Linked DNA regions of Triticum aestivum: all the other regions are linked to region 2. Evidence: chromatin contacts called from public Hi-C data. All regions are on one chromosome and are shown on one strand. Each heading gives the region's core, a stretch centred on a gene start, on an enhancer-like site or on the middle of the called end of the contact. The rest is flanking DNA. Distances are from core to core; before and after follow the strand shown. Region 1 holds the start of LOC123098427 (ubiquitin carboxyl-terminal hydrolase 26). Region 2 holds the start of LOC123098428 (inositol-3-phosphate synthase). Region 3 holds the start of LOC123098430 (non-specific lipid transfer protein GPI-anchored 31).

What was found. A called contact is a pair of places that touch in the nucleus more often than the background predicts.
Region 1: a contact with region 2 is called in a Hi-C map of leaf, with 5 times the contacts expected there. The contact joins the promoter of LOC123098427 here to the promoter of LOC123098428 in region 2. A contact is called at or near these places in 2 of 5 Hi-C or Micro-C datasets (both in leaf).
Region 3: a contact with region 2 is called in a Hi-C map of leaf, with 5 times the contacts expected there. The contact joins the promoter of LOC123098430 here to the promoter of LOC123098428 in region 2. A contact is called at or near these places in 4 of 5 Hi-C or Micro-C datasets (leaf and an unstated tissue) and 1 of 1 datasets of contacts at active chromatin or transcription factors (leaf).

What each region holds. Positions count from the first base shown.
Region 1 is chr4D:437,093,915-437,098,487 of IWGSC CS RefSeq v2.1, reverse strand. LOC123098427 (ubiquitin carboxyl-terminal hydrolase 26) reads left to right here and starts at 1,688. Exons shown (of 15, transcript XM_044520409.1): 1 at 1,688-1,975; 2 at 2,180-2,306; 3 at 2,430-3,026; 4 at 3,501-3,756; 5 at 3,873-4,564. The coding sequence starts at 2,227.
Region 2 is chr4D:437,308,929-437,313,245 of IWGSC CS RefSeq v2.1, reverse strand. LOC123098428 (inositol-3-phosphate synthase) reads left to right here and starts at 1,374. Exons shown (of 10, transcript XM_044520411.1): 1 at 1,374-1,878; 2 at 2,767-2,835; 3 at 2,939-3,074; 4 at 3,373-3,620; 5 at 4,027-4,253. The coding sequence starts at 1,691.
Region 3 is chr4D:437,472,722-437,477,537 of IWGSC CS RefSeq v2.1, reverse strand. LOC123098430 (non-specific lipid transfer protein GPI-anchored 31) reads right to left here and starts at 1,439. Exons shown (of 3, transcript XM_044520413.1): 1 at 896-1,439; 2 at 262-294; 3 at 1-68. The coding sequence starts at 1,259. LOC123097038 reads right to left here and starts at 4,132. Exons shown (of 4, transcript XM_044518815.1): 1 at 4,029-4,132; 2 at 3,417-3,887; 3 at 3,007-3,048; 4 at 2,386-2,824. The coding sequence starts at 4,132. The coding sequence ends at 2,698.

The sequences.
Region 1 (4,573 bases), core at 439-2,938, 220 kb after region 2:
TATTAAGTAATGATGTTGTGTTGTCATGTATGATCATATTTTTATTTAGCTTAATGGTTTGGTTAGCATTGACATGAAAATTGTTTTTGTGGTCATAAAGTTGATGCCTTGTTCATGGAGCTAAATTGCCAAAATGGGCCTGCCTTGGTGTCAATAAAAGCCACCCCTATCAGCCTCACCATAGCCACAAGCCTATTTCCCCTTAGCCTCCAACCAACACCATATAACCGTAGTGAGCAAGCACCCTAGGAGAGATGGATCCTAACCTTGGAGAGGTGACAGTCAAAGAGGAGGAGGTTGTGCACATGAGGGCTGCCAGGGTGCGGCAGCAAAGAGCTCGTGCGAATAGGGCTCAGAGGCGAGTTGAGAGGGCACTAGCACCACTGGATACTCGTTGGAGTACCGCCACCATCTGTCCAACATGATCCTGGAAGCCTGCAACATGCAAGAGTATCATGAGGTGTTCCAAGACACACTTTTGATGAGATCATCTATTGGGCAAGGAGAAGGGCCAATCTGTATCCAGAACCAACAACAAGGAGTAGGTGGATGAGAATCCTCTACCCTTGACATGCATCCAGAACAAGCAACAAGGATTAGGAGTGCATCTTTTGGACTTGTGATGATGAAATGTTGTTTTTCTCTTTATTATTTCGTTATGTATGAATCCTGGAGATAAGTATGTACCTTTCTCCGTATATAAATCTATGTATGGTTCTATGCTTAAGTTTGGTTTTACGAACTGTTATGATTTTTGCTTACTTGTTATGTTTTTTAATGTCATATAATGGATTTATGACAAGTGGAATCATTAACGGGTTCATCAATAGCTTTAACTCAAGACCTTTCATTGACGCCACACCATTGTTTCCGCTTTAATTGTTTGAAATTTGATATATTACTTTCTTTAGAGACATAACTCACATAGATATAATCGTCTTCACTTGGGATGTTCTTATAGTAGTATTTACGTTTCATCTTTATCACAGAGAGTGGATAGACTTAACTGGCAATTTTTTTTGGCAACATAAAAATGCTACTAATTAACACATCTAGGTTGATATTCACCCACCTTGGGTGGGAGCTCTTCTTCTTCTTTGTGGGCCAAGCAACTAATATTGCCTTCGATTCCTCTGGTTGAGTATAAATATGTAGTGAACTATCGGATAAATCATACTGTTTTCGATTTTCCAACATAAATAATTTATAAACACACAATTAACCACTTGAAAAAAATAAATGTACTAGAAGGCTCCGGAACTCTTCATGGATAATGCTTACGGAGCTCGCCATATTAACCACAAAGTCACCGGAAATGTTGTAAAAGCCCGCGTGACTCATGACAAGCATCTGCTGCCGTGTAGTTTGCCATAATGTGCTCTGCCATTTCCTGATTCAGCAAAGCACATACACATCTCGACGCCTTCATCAATTATTTGCTATGAAGGCGCTGACGCGTGCGCTGTAGGGGAATGTCGCCATGGATCTGCAGAAGCCTTGAAGGGCACAAGTTCAACGTCAATTATTCCATATTTTGGAGGCAAATTATTCCATTTCCATTCCAGCAAAAGAAAATATCCCATTTCCACCGTTTACCGTCCTGTGCTATCCCCCGTACTCCCAGCCCATGAGTCTGATGCCAAGCCCACGGGTGCAGCCCGACCCAACAAAACATGCGGCACGTCACCCGGCTCTGAAACCAAAAAGCAGATCAGCTTCTTTTCATCCCCTCCCAGCTCGCGGCGGGGGTCATCGAAGGGAAACCCTCTCCGCCCCTCTGCCCCTCCACCGCCGACCGCCACCTCCAAGGGATTCGTCTCTCCTCATCCTCCTCCTCCTCCGCCGCCGCCGCTCTGCTCGACCGGACCGGCGTGGAGCAGAGATCCATCAGGCCTTGGATTTGCTTTTCCTGCCGGTGACGAACCCTAGCCTGCTTCGGATTGCCTGGAGAGCCTGATCTGTTCCTCCCTTCGCGGTAAGCATTCCAATCCAAACGCCTTTTGTCTGTTAAATCCGTCGATTTCCCCCCATTTTTTTGCGGATTCGTTTGCTGTTTGGTGGAGTAGTGATAGCAGCCTGTTTCCCACGGAATTTAGGGTTCGAACTGACCCCAATGCTCCTCGTTCCGTCCGCCCCTGACACCGACGCGCTAATGCTCTGGTTTCTGTTGTTTCCGCAGCAGGGAGAGCAACTGGAGGTTTCGCTTGGCGCTCAGTTGATGGTACAATGAGCAGGCACAACACCCGCAATAAGAACAAGAGGCCACGCGCTGATGAGTCTGCGAGCCCGTCTTATGCCGCTCTCAAGTATGTATACGTTGCCTTTTCCCGTTGCTGGTAGCTGGAGATTTGATAGGGTGAAGGGTGAGATTTCAATGTGTTTCTGTTGCTGACATGTTTTTTGCTTGGGGTGCTGCCTGTGCTATGCAGGAGGATACATTCCACTGGTGCCATCACGCAAGATGATATTAGGCAACTTTACAGCGTGTGGAAGCCGGTTTGCCAGGGCTGCCATGGGAACACCAAGGACTCACCCAATTGTTTCTGCGGATTGATCCCCACCACCGGTGGGGCGAGGAAGACTGGCCTCTGGCAGAAAAATGGCGAGCATGTCGGTAGCCTCGGCCCTGACCCATCCAAGGACCTCCGTGCTTCCACCGAGACGCCTGCTGGATTGACTAATCTGGGCGCGACATGTTATGCTAACAGCATACTTCAGTGCCTTTATATGAACACTTCCTTCCGTTCAGGCATTTTCTCGCTAGAGCCAGACATCTTGAAGAAGCAACCTGTTCTCGATCAGCTGGCTCGATTATTTGCGCAGCTACACTCCAGCAAAATGGCTTTCATTGATTCAGCACCTTTCATCAAGACCTTGGAACTAGACAACGGTGTCCAGCAGGACAGTCACGAATTTCTCACCTTGTTTTTGTCTCTGCTCGAGCGTTCGTTAAGTTACTCCAAGGTCACTGTTGCGAAAACTATTGTGCAAGATTTATTTCGTGGAAGTGTGTCGCATGTGACTCGGTAGGTAAATGCCTAAATTTATTTTGGAAACTGAAGGGATCTGAACTTTAAGTTAGAAGGTTTATCTTCCCAATATAACCACATCGTGTTTGCCTTGTATGCTCCTGTTTGTTCGCATACACTGTGTTTTATTGTCTTGCGATGTTCTGCCGCTACAGAATTACTATAAAAATATCATAGTTTGTGATTATAATAACAAGCCGGTTATCTTGTCAAACAGCAACAAAATAGTTAGCTGGATATGATTTTTTTTTGAACTTGCGAGTCCTGTTTTGCTGGATCTTGTACTTAGGTCAAGCTATGTGCTCAGGTACATATCTTTGACTTTGTAATTGGATTGACCACTGAGTGCATGCACAATTTCTAATTCACACAGCTTGCACATACCAAAGTGAATGATAATATGATATGTTAGTTCATTTGTACTACTCATTAATTTTGTGGAGGACTGATGTTGGTTATCATATGCTTAAGGTGTTCATCATGTGGAAGGGATTCTGAAGCATCTTCAAAAATGGAAGACTTCTATGAACTGGAACTGAATATTAAAGGTTTAAGTAATTTAGAGGAAAGTCTGGATGACTATTTGAGTGTGGAGGCACTGAATGGGGAGAACCAATATTCCTGCGAGTCATGTCAGAAAAGGGTAGATGCCACCCGTTGTATAAAACTTCGCTCGCTTCCTCCTGTTGTTAATTTTCAGCTGAAGCGATATGTATTCCTACCAAAGGTGATTACTCTGATCCAAGCTTGTTCATAGTTTTGTGCTATCTGTTGCCCCTGCTTCTGTCTTGTGTGATTTCTCGATTTGTGTGGAAGAAACTTACTAATTTATTTCCTCCGCAGACAACAACGAAGAAAAAGATTTCTTCATCATTCAGTTTTCCGGGACAGCTAGATATGGGGAAGCGGTTGTCGGATCCTTCATCCAATTACATTTATGACCTGGCTGCTATTTTGATTCATAAGGGTAGTGCTGCTAATAGTGGTCACTATGTGGCACATATAAAGGATGAAAGCAATGGTCACTGGTGGGAGTTTGATGATGAGTGTGTATCCAGCCTTGGTTTTCACCCTTTTGGTGAAAAACCAGGCAAGTCATCTGATAAAGCGGATCAGAAATCTGAAGGTACTTCTACCGAAGGTTCTGTGGCAAATGGTAATAACAGTAGCCATCATGAGGCTGCACTGACTTCTAATATGGGAGAGATGTTCTCTTCCACTGATGCTTACATGCTAATGTACAAACGATCGAGCAAGGATGAAAATGGTATTAAAAGCAATAATATTGTGGAAGCCAGTAATAGTTCACTTCCACGCCATCTGATGGATGAGATTGATGCATTGAATGCATCATGTGTAAACGAATGTGGCGAGTACCTAAGTAAAAAAGATAACCTTTTGGCTTCCATACAAGAAAGGCGCCAAGAAGTAAAATCTGTTATTACAGAAGCACCTGCTACTCCAGACGATGATTCATATTTTTGGATTTCACTAGACTGGCTTCGCCAATGGGCGGATAATGCTACCCCTCCCTCGTGAGTTCT
Region 2 (4,317 bases), core at 125-2,624:
CCTACACGGAGGACTACTACCGTCGCTCCGGTGACCACAAGGGGAGAGGCCCGGCGAGGAAATGGCCATGTTCGTCACCCCGCTCCCCCGATCTAATTTATTTTGTACCAAGTTTAATCCGTCCAATGATGAACTATGTCCCATGAACAGTGTCTGATGAACTCTGTTACTCTATTTTTTTTGGTCCGATTGTGCTATATATGGGTACGTAGCTTTGATTGATGTTGTGTTGCTTATTTACATATTGGTATAGATTGTATGAATTTAAAAAGCACGTGGGCGAGTACAAATGGGTGGTGACCGGTCACTGTCCGTGGGCGTACAATGGTCCATGTTTGGCAATCCTGCTTGTAGACGCTCCAAGTAGGAAGCAATGATCAGTACTCGACCGGATTTCAGCTTGCAACGCAAAGAATCTATAGAACCTAACACTTGTAAAAGTTGCACAAAGGCATATCACCATACAATCTCTCTGAGCTTGCACTTGTAGCTAGGGCAAGCAAACTTACCTTTTTTTTGCGGGTTGGCAGACAAACTTACTCATCTTTGTGCTAGGGCAAATTACTTTGGTTGAGCCATAGCAAAAGCAGTGGCAACCTCCCCCAGCAGATCTGACGAGAAGAGAGGAGCCTAGAACGCACTAGCCGCGAGCGCCCGAAGATTCCCGAGAGTCTTACATGCAAGGACAGGGCCATTTGCATGCAAGGACAACAATTTCGTGTTTCCCCGGGGACCCGCGCCTGCTCTCGGGACTGGATCGCACTGACAACGCACGAGCTCGGAGCGGTGCCTCCCCGCCCGCCGCTGACACCGCACCACATGGCGTGCTCTGCAGCGAGCCCATGGACCGCGTCTATGCTCTGTGGGGAAGGACGTGTGTGTGTGAGGCGTTTCCAGGAGCGTCTGCCACGACCGGGCGGCGGTTGGCCACGTGACGGCGCCCACGAGCACCACGGAGCAGAGAGCGCCACTTGGGAAGGAGCTGGGGCCCCGCCGTGCGACCGTGGGCCGTCGCGGCTCACTGGGCCCGCTCCCAGCCGCGCCCGCGCCGGGCGCAGCGGACCGCGGGATCATTCGCGTTTCGCCCCTCGCAGTTCCTCGGAATTTCAGAATCGTTCGGAATCTACTAGTATCTATCTCGCGTGCCCGTGTCCACGGAATCGTTGATGATCCCGGCGCCTGGCACTGGCACCGGCAGAGGCAGGGTGCGCGCGGCCACTGTGTGCATGTGACGCCTCTGCCTCGCAGCACACGATCTTTGTGGGCAGGGCATTTTTGCGATTTCTTGAGTGCAAAATCGTAACTGTGTTCCTCCCTCCGTCCTCGCAGAAAAAGAAAGAAGTGCGGTCGATACCTCATCGGCCCATCGCGCCCCTTCCTCCTCTTCGAGCCTCTCCCCGACCCCCATTCCCTTCCGCCCCCCGCCTCCCCAGCCCGCCGGCGGCTATCCCCGGCGGCCAAGCTGTCTCGCCGCCGCCCCGCCTGGCACTGGCACCTACGGCGTGGACCCCAGCGAAACCACGTGGCCGCCTAACCCGCTATAAATCCCCCACCCCCGCCCGCTTACCCACCGCAGATCACACACAATTCACTCCAGCCCCTTGCCACCGCACTCGAAAACCTCTCTCTTCCTCCCTGCAAGAGTCTCCAGGAAAGAAAGAGAGGGAGAGATCGATCTTGCGTCGCCAAGATGTTCATCGAGAGCTTCCGCGTGGAGAGCCCGAACGTGAGGTACGGCGCGGGGGAGATCGAGTCCGAGTACCGCTACGACACCACGGAGCTGGTGCACGAGAGCCACGACGGCGCCTCCAAGTGGGTCGTCCGCCCCAAGTCCGTCAACTACCACTTCAAGACCAACACCAACGTCCCCAAGCTCGGGTCGGTAACCAACGCTCCTCTCCTCCCCTCCCTATATACGCGCGCGCAGTGCTTCTCTTGTCTTCTGTATGTAAAGCCTAGTTTAATCCTTTAGATTCTGTCGTGTCAAGATCAGTCACTCAGTCGCCGTGTTTCAGTAACTCGGCGCTTCTCTTAATTATCTCCTGATGTATTTACTTGATTTAATTCGGTCCTGTCAAGATCAGTGCGACCTGTGTTCCATTCGGAACTTCGCCGGCCGTCGTTGACGCTTGTGGGCCTAGGTCGTTCTCGGATCGCTGTCAGCCTCTAGTGTTGGATTCTGTTTTCGTTTTCGTTTCTTTTTGGCATTCTTTCCTTGCCAAGAGAGGAGAATCAATGGACGGCAGGAGCCAAACGAACGGTCTCATTTTCGACTTTTTAGGAGAATGCGATGCGTTTGTTGTCGTCTGCAAGATGCTGTTCGGTTTTGGATTATCGCTAGCAGATCGGCTATCCGACCAACTCCATCTCCGTAATACGACATGCTTTCCCCGATCTACTAGTTTTTCACCTGTCGCATGTGCACGTGAGCTTGTATTTTAAGATTCAGAACGGACTGCTCTGTATTTTTTTAGATGAGATGCAGAACAGGGTTTTGACTCCACCTGGTATAATAATGAGACGTCAGCCTTTTTCTTTTGACAAGGGCCCAACTATGTTAGCCTGACCAAGTATAATTTACTGCTACTCTGAATCCCATGCATTTGTTTGTTTCCCCGGGTTCTCTGATTTCCTCTTTGTTTTCATCTACATCCACTAGCGGATTGCTTTGCATGTTGGCTACGTGCAGTGTAGTGTGAGCCACTTGTCGACAGAATACGCTGATTATTTGTGGTAATCATTTGGACTCTGTTTTTGGTGGTGCAGGGTGATGCTCGTGGGGTGGGGCGGCAACAATGGCTCCACACTCATGGCTGGGGTCATCGCCAACAGGGAGTACGTTGTCACCATCCACATCGATTCCATCATTACAATTTTGGTTCTTCCTTGTCAACAGTAGTGTCTTATTTGAGACTGATGGTGAGTTTAATCAATTTAGGGGGATCTCATGGGCGACAAAGGACAAGGTGCAGCAAGCCAACTACTTTGGGTCCCTCACCCAGGCCTCCACCATCAGGGTCGGGAGCTACAACGGAGAGGAGATCTATGCACCCTTCAAGAGCCTCCTGCCCATGGTAAATACAGTTTTCTTCGAGTCACTGCAATCAATACTAACATTAAAAAGATATTGCTATGTGAAGAGCACTATCCCCGTAGCAATTTGATGCTGCATGTTAGTTGAAGGACAGCTAAGTCATGCAAAAATAAAAAAAGACAGTGCACCATGTGCTCTTTAGTAAAGAAAATTGTGGATATGTGCCATGATGTTGTCATTGTACCGGTCAAAATGCTATGGGCTCTGTTGACTGTATATGTTCCAGACTTGCAGTTGGCTGCAAATCCTATTCTGACGGTGTTAGAATGATTTTTCAGGTAAACCCAGATGACCTTGTGTTTGGGGGCTGGGATATTAGCAGCATGAACCTGGCTGATGCTATGACCAGGGCCAAGGTGCTGGACATTGACCTGCAGAAGCAGCTCAGGCCCTACATGGAGTCCATCGTGCCGCTCCCCGGCATCTATGACCCGGACTTCATCGCTGCCAACCAGGGCTCCCGGGCTAACAATGTCATCAAGGGCACAAAGAAAGAGCAGATGGAGCAGATTATCAAAGACATAAGGTATACAGATATGCACGTATACAACTTGACATACTCTATATTCCAGCACTTAAGAGTAGAATAAAAAAAGAGTACTCTGAGTTTGATGCCTGAGCACGCATGATTAATATGGATAATTCTCTGTAACCACTGCGAATATGCTTTAAAACAATAACACTACTTAACTGGTATGATTCTATATGCATAATTCTCTACAGCCAGTGGCTTTTGTATGATTGGACAGATTCTCTATAGCCACCGGCTTTTGTATGATTGGACTCCACGAAGGGTCGTTCTACTGAAATTAAATTTTAAGCTGAGTTACTCATGAAAATGTTACTCCACCAGTCCTTGTTAGTTTCAACGTTCCATGCTGAAAACTTCATCAACTTCTAAATTTGCGCCCTCATATGGCTTGATGAAATAGGGAGTTCAAGGAGAAGAACAAGGTGGACAAGGTAGTGGTGCTTTGGACGGCAAACACTGAAAGGTACAGCAACGTCTCTGTTGGGCTTAATGACACGATGGAGAACCTCTTGGCGTCTGTGGACAAGAACGAGGCAGAGATATCTCCATCGACACTGTATGCCATTGCCTGCGTCATGGAGGGTGTGCCGTTCATCAACGGGAGCCCTCAGAACACCTTTGTGCCTGGTGTGTAGCTTGCTCTGCTGATTGTACCTGTATATGGTGTCTGGTTACAGGCTTATGTTATTTT
Region 3 (4,816 bases), core at 190-2,689, 160 kb before region 2:
CGATGGCATGGATGGTGACGGCGAGCCCCCGAAGAACGGAGCACCGGAAGACGGGGCAGGTGCAGGTGCTGGAATGATGGCAACGTCAGTAGAGTACTAAAAGAGTTGCGATTTTTTTTTACTCCCAAAAAAGAAAGGATTATATATGTTGGTATTTTATTCGCAAAAATAAATAAATATATGTTGGTACTTTGCTGAGATATCGTCGAATGATATATGCGGAATCAGAAGGGGAAGAGAAAGAGTGGTTAGTGAACACACCTGGAGACCCACCGGCCACGCCCGGAATGGAAACTGCATTAGCGAAGAGAGAGGTCGTCAGAATATGGTTCCGTCAGTTTTTTCTCAGTTCATAATTATGTCAGGTTCAGTATTTAACAATGGTTTTGCTAGGTGTCATTCGACTAATTATGTTAGTTTGGTTGAGGTCAGGCCCTACGGATGTACCCCAACTTTGTATGGACGACCTGGTTCCCCATTGAGCAATGAAAATCCCTTTTAACCCCGCAAAAAAAAAAGGTGTCATTCGACTAAGATTTTACTTCTGATTCTGAAAGATAGAGTACTATAACCGACTGAACAGTGCAGATTACTCTTTTGGTCACTAAATTAAAATTAAAGTTGCAATTTGCACATACACGGACCCAACAACAACTAACTGTTTCAAAGAATTTGCAAGACAAGAAAACATGACCGATGCTCCAAGGTAGTTGACTTCAGTTTATGCACACGACTTCTCCACCAAAGACGCACATAAATGGACCAGAAAATGGAGTGACTATGGCTTAATCCGACAGAAGAGAATTTCTTTCTCAGTCAGCTATTGATAGGCGTCGTATTTTTGCATTTGCGAGCTGTGGAAAAAACAAGAAGAAGAAGAAAAAAAATTACTCACTGTGGCACTTGCTGAAGGGAGGCGTCTTGACCTTGCAGGCGCCGGGCAGCTGCAGGGCCTTGGTCATGTTGAGGGTGACGCCGTAGTCCTGGCCGCCCTGGAAGGCCTGGCAGAGGCAGGCCACCTCCTTCTTCACCACGTCCTTGAGCCCCGAGCAGCACGACCCCTCCGGCGTCGCCACCGTGCTCCCCTCCTGCACGTAGCTCAGGCACCCCGCCAGGCTGATCAAGGCGTCGCTGCAGTCAACAGCCGGCGCCGGAGCGGCTACAGTCGCACCGTCGACGTGCGCTACCACCGTGGCCAGTGCTGCGAGAAGCAGCAGCCATGGCCGTTTCGTGGCCGTGATCGACGTCCTAGCTGCCATTCTCGCCGGCTGCCGCTGTAACTTGTGTGCACGATGCACTAGAGCTATCTACAACAGTGGTTTCAGAACGTGTGATATGGTCTGTGGAATGTGGTGTGAGATTGCTAGGGGGTGCGTGGAGGGCGTTTTTATGTTTGCGATGGGCTGCCAGCACCGCATGCACCACTGCATCAGTGGGAAGTTTGGTTAGTGTTGCACTGTGCTGGCACTGGCACTGGCAAGACACAGAAATGGAACTCATTGCTCCTCCTCATCCTAGGTCAAAGAAAATGGCGGCATATAGCAGCGATTCTCTGGCCGAGACAGTGACGTCTGCGCACGGCTGCGAAGTGCTTGAGAAATCATGGCGTCTGTAGGCCTTGGATCGGTCTATTGATGCGCCCTTCTGGTCCCAGCCACTAGAGAAGCTAGTGAAAGGGCGGCTTCGGCGTGTCATTCCTTTTCCGAAGCGGCGGTGTGCCGACATGATGAAGTTCGAATGGTGGCAGTGGCCTGTGGCTGTGGGGGTGAGCCAAAAGAAGGTCACCGCCGTCGGCCGTCGCCGTGGTCGGCCGGCGACCATGATAAAAGGGCCGGAAGCCTTTTAGGGAAAGCCTTGGGTAGCTGGGTGGGCGGTTGCACGGGAGAAAATAAAAGAAACCGAGCGCACGACCGCACGGGGGCAGTGGAATCGAGACTTTCCGAGAGCTGGGCCACACGTCGACCGAGCAATGTTACCAACGCCGGTATGAACCTCCTTTTTCTAGGTCTGAATGCAATCCACGATGTATGGCCTAATGGCTGCTTACGCCGCCGCGTCGAATTGCTCACGTCACGGCCAAGCAACGGCGCTAGCCTAGGCCTTGTATTCCCTCAGTCCGAAAATAGATGTCAGAGAAATGAATGTATCTACTAGACGTATTTTAGTTTTAAATACATATATTTTTATCCTTTTTTCGACAAATATTTCCGAACAAATGGAGTACAATACAAGGTGCTTCCATGTAGAAATAAGCAACGGTGCTTAAGAAAAAATGGTTTATTTCTTTAAGCACTTTGCATTATACAAGGCATAACGTGTTCGATCGACTGCAAGTTGCGGTATGCGATTACAACAAAAACGCTGACAACAAGGAAACACAGCAAATAACGAATGATTGTGAACGGGGGGTTCACTTTTCTTCTATAGATAGATAGAGCCGAGGCTAACACACGTACGTAGCAGAGTACAACCGGAGTAAAAATTTCTAGAGTGGATCGATCCTAACAAAAGGTACCTAATAGTACTTCAGTTGGTATCCCGTGATAAGGCTAACTACAAACTGAATCCGCTTGGCTATAACAGAAGGCTAACTACAAAGCCAGTCCGCTAAGCTAACTTGAAAACGGAGGGGCCTAAAATAGCGCTGCAACGGCAAGCGCCGCGCCAACGACCATGGCTCCCATGGGAGCGACGGAATTAGCGGCAGAAGCAGCCGGCGGGGCGGTCGGGGAGGTCGCCGGCGTTGACGCAGGAGACGGAGAGCTGATGGCAGCGGGCAGCATGGCGGCGGGCGCTGGGGTCGGCGGCAACGGGAGCACTGGACCTGCAGGCAATATTTTGCGCTAGCCGTTAGTGATGAACATTCTTACTTCAATTCGGTTTAGAAAAAACAAATCCAATAATCAACTGAACAGCTAGCGTATTTATTCAGTTCGAGAAAATTATTTCACAGTAGAGCAATTTCGTGGATCCATTTTTAGTTCGTCGTCGAAGATGAGTACATACCAGGTTTGGGTTGTGCCGATGCAGGTGGTTGCGAAACGGGAGCTGCACAAGCATAGTAATCAGGAAATCGGTTAAAAATGCACCAAGATTTGATATTTTCCTTTCTGTTAAGATTTGTGTAACAGATCTAGATTTTATAGAGTTTAATAAAAATACGATTGGATTAATCCTAAAAAAATTAGGGTTAACAACAACTTTAAATTAAACATCGCAAAAAGATTTCAGATTAAAAAATGTAACAGACAAAATGGGAACCCTAACTGGGCCACTCCAGGCCGTCTATTGGTACAAGATGGATAGCCACGGGCCATTTCAGCATGAGCCCAATCTCACAAACCGATCGGACGCGGGCTACGCAGACCGTCGGACAAAGTTAACAATGAACCGCGGCACACGATCACGAAGCGTACCTGGCGTAGTGGGAAGCGTGGGCATCGGCGATGGCGCGCTGGATCTCGGTGCGGAAGCGGGCATCCACGGAGCAAGAGCCGGCGCTGCGGTCGGCGGCACGAGCAGAACCCGAGCAGCGGCCATGGGAGACGACGCCGGCACGGGCGCTGGCCCGGAGCTGACAGAAGAGGGCGCCGCTGCAGGACCGCCGGAGGGCGCATGCACGGGGGGCACGGCCATCATAGGCGCCAGAGCGGGCGCATTCGACGGAAGGGTGCGCGTCGGCATGGGCGCGTTGGACGACGGAGCCGTAGTGGGCGGCAAGGGCATGGCAGGCGTCGGCAGAACGGGCGGGACTGCTGACCGTGACGTGGGCGCCGGCACCGGCGGCTTCGACGGAGCGGTGGAAGGCGACGCGGCCTTCTCCTGGAAAGAGGACCTCGCAATGCTGCGACGGAACCACATGTCGTGAAACATCACGGGAATGTTGACTGCAACGACGGGGAAAATGAAAGAGAAAGTTAAGCTTGATCTCCGTCGCCGATGACAGTGACAACGATCTAAGTAATAGATCGATGTGGCAGATGCAAGTACACGACGAGCGATCGAACTAGATGCGCAACAAAAGCAACCTCTGAAAGCTCTGGCGTGTGTTGTACTTACATGATTCAGCGACGGTGGTGGCGCAGAGCACCAACCCCAAGACGGCGATGCTCCTCGTTAGTAGAGCCGCCATGGGAGGCAGGCGGTGGAGGCTGGATGGGTTAGGGCTAGATGAGCTGCGCGTTCGCGTGCGTGTGTTTCCTTCGCGCGCTCTCTGGTAACAAGGGCTTTTGATGTGGATTGTAGGGCAATATATATAGCGCGAAACAATATGGAGAAGCTAACCGATTTTTAGGATTTTTCGTAACAATATAATTCTTTTTTTTTGCGGGAATCGTAACAATATAATTCTGAATCCAGCCACCCTAAAAAAAAATCTGAATCTAGCCTTAGTTGTTAAGATTTCCTGATTCTTTACGAGGGAAAATTATATTTTCCGGATTTTTGTTTACGGATTAAATAATGTTAGGGTTGCCTCCAGACGAATTAGTATGGGTTCATGTTTTTTCTTTTGGAGGGATATAGGATTGGGTTCATGTGCTGCAAAAAATCTAGTATCGTTCTCGGTAACGCGCACGCCGCTCACCACGTGGCCCGGCCCACTATAGGTTTCGGACTTATTTTGTTTTGTCTGAATATGTACTAATTCATAATTTTTCTTGAATTTGTATTTTGAAAAATGTTCATCACTTATAGTATTTGAATAAAACACCATGTATTAAAAATAGTTGACTGTGTGTATAGAAAATGATCATCATGTATTTGAAAAGTGATTCAACGAGTATTTAAAAAAAATCTCACCTTGTGTTTGAAAAAT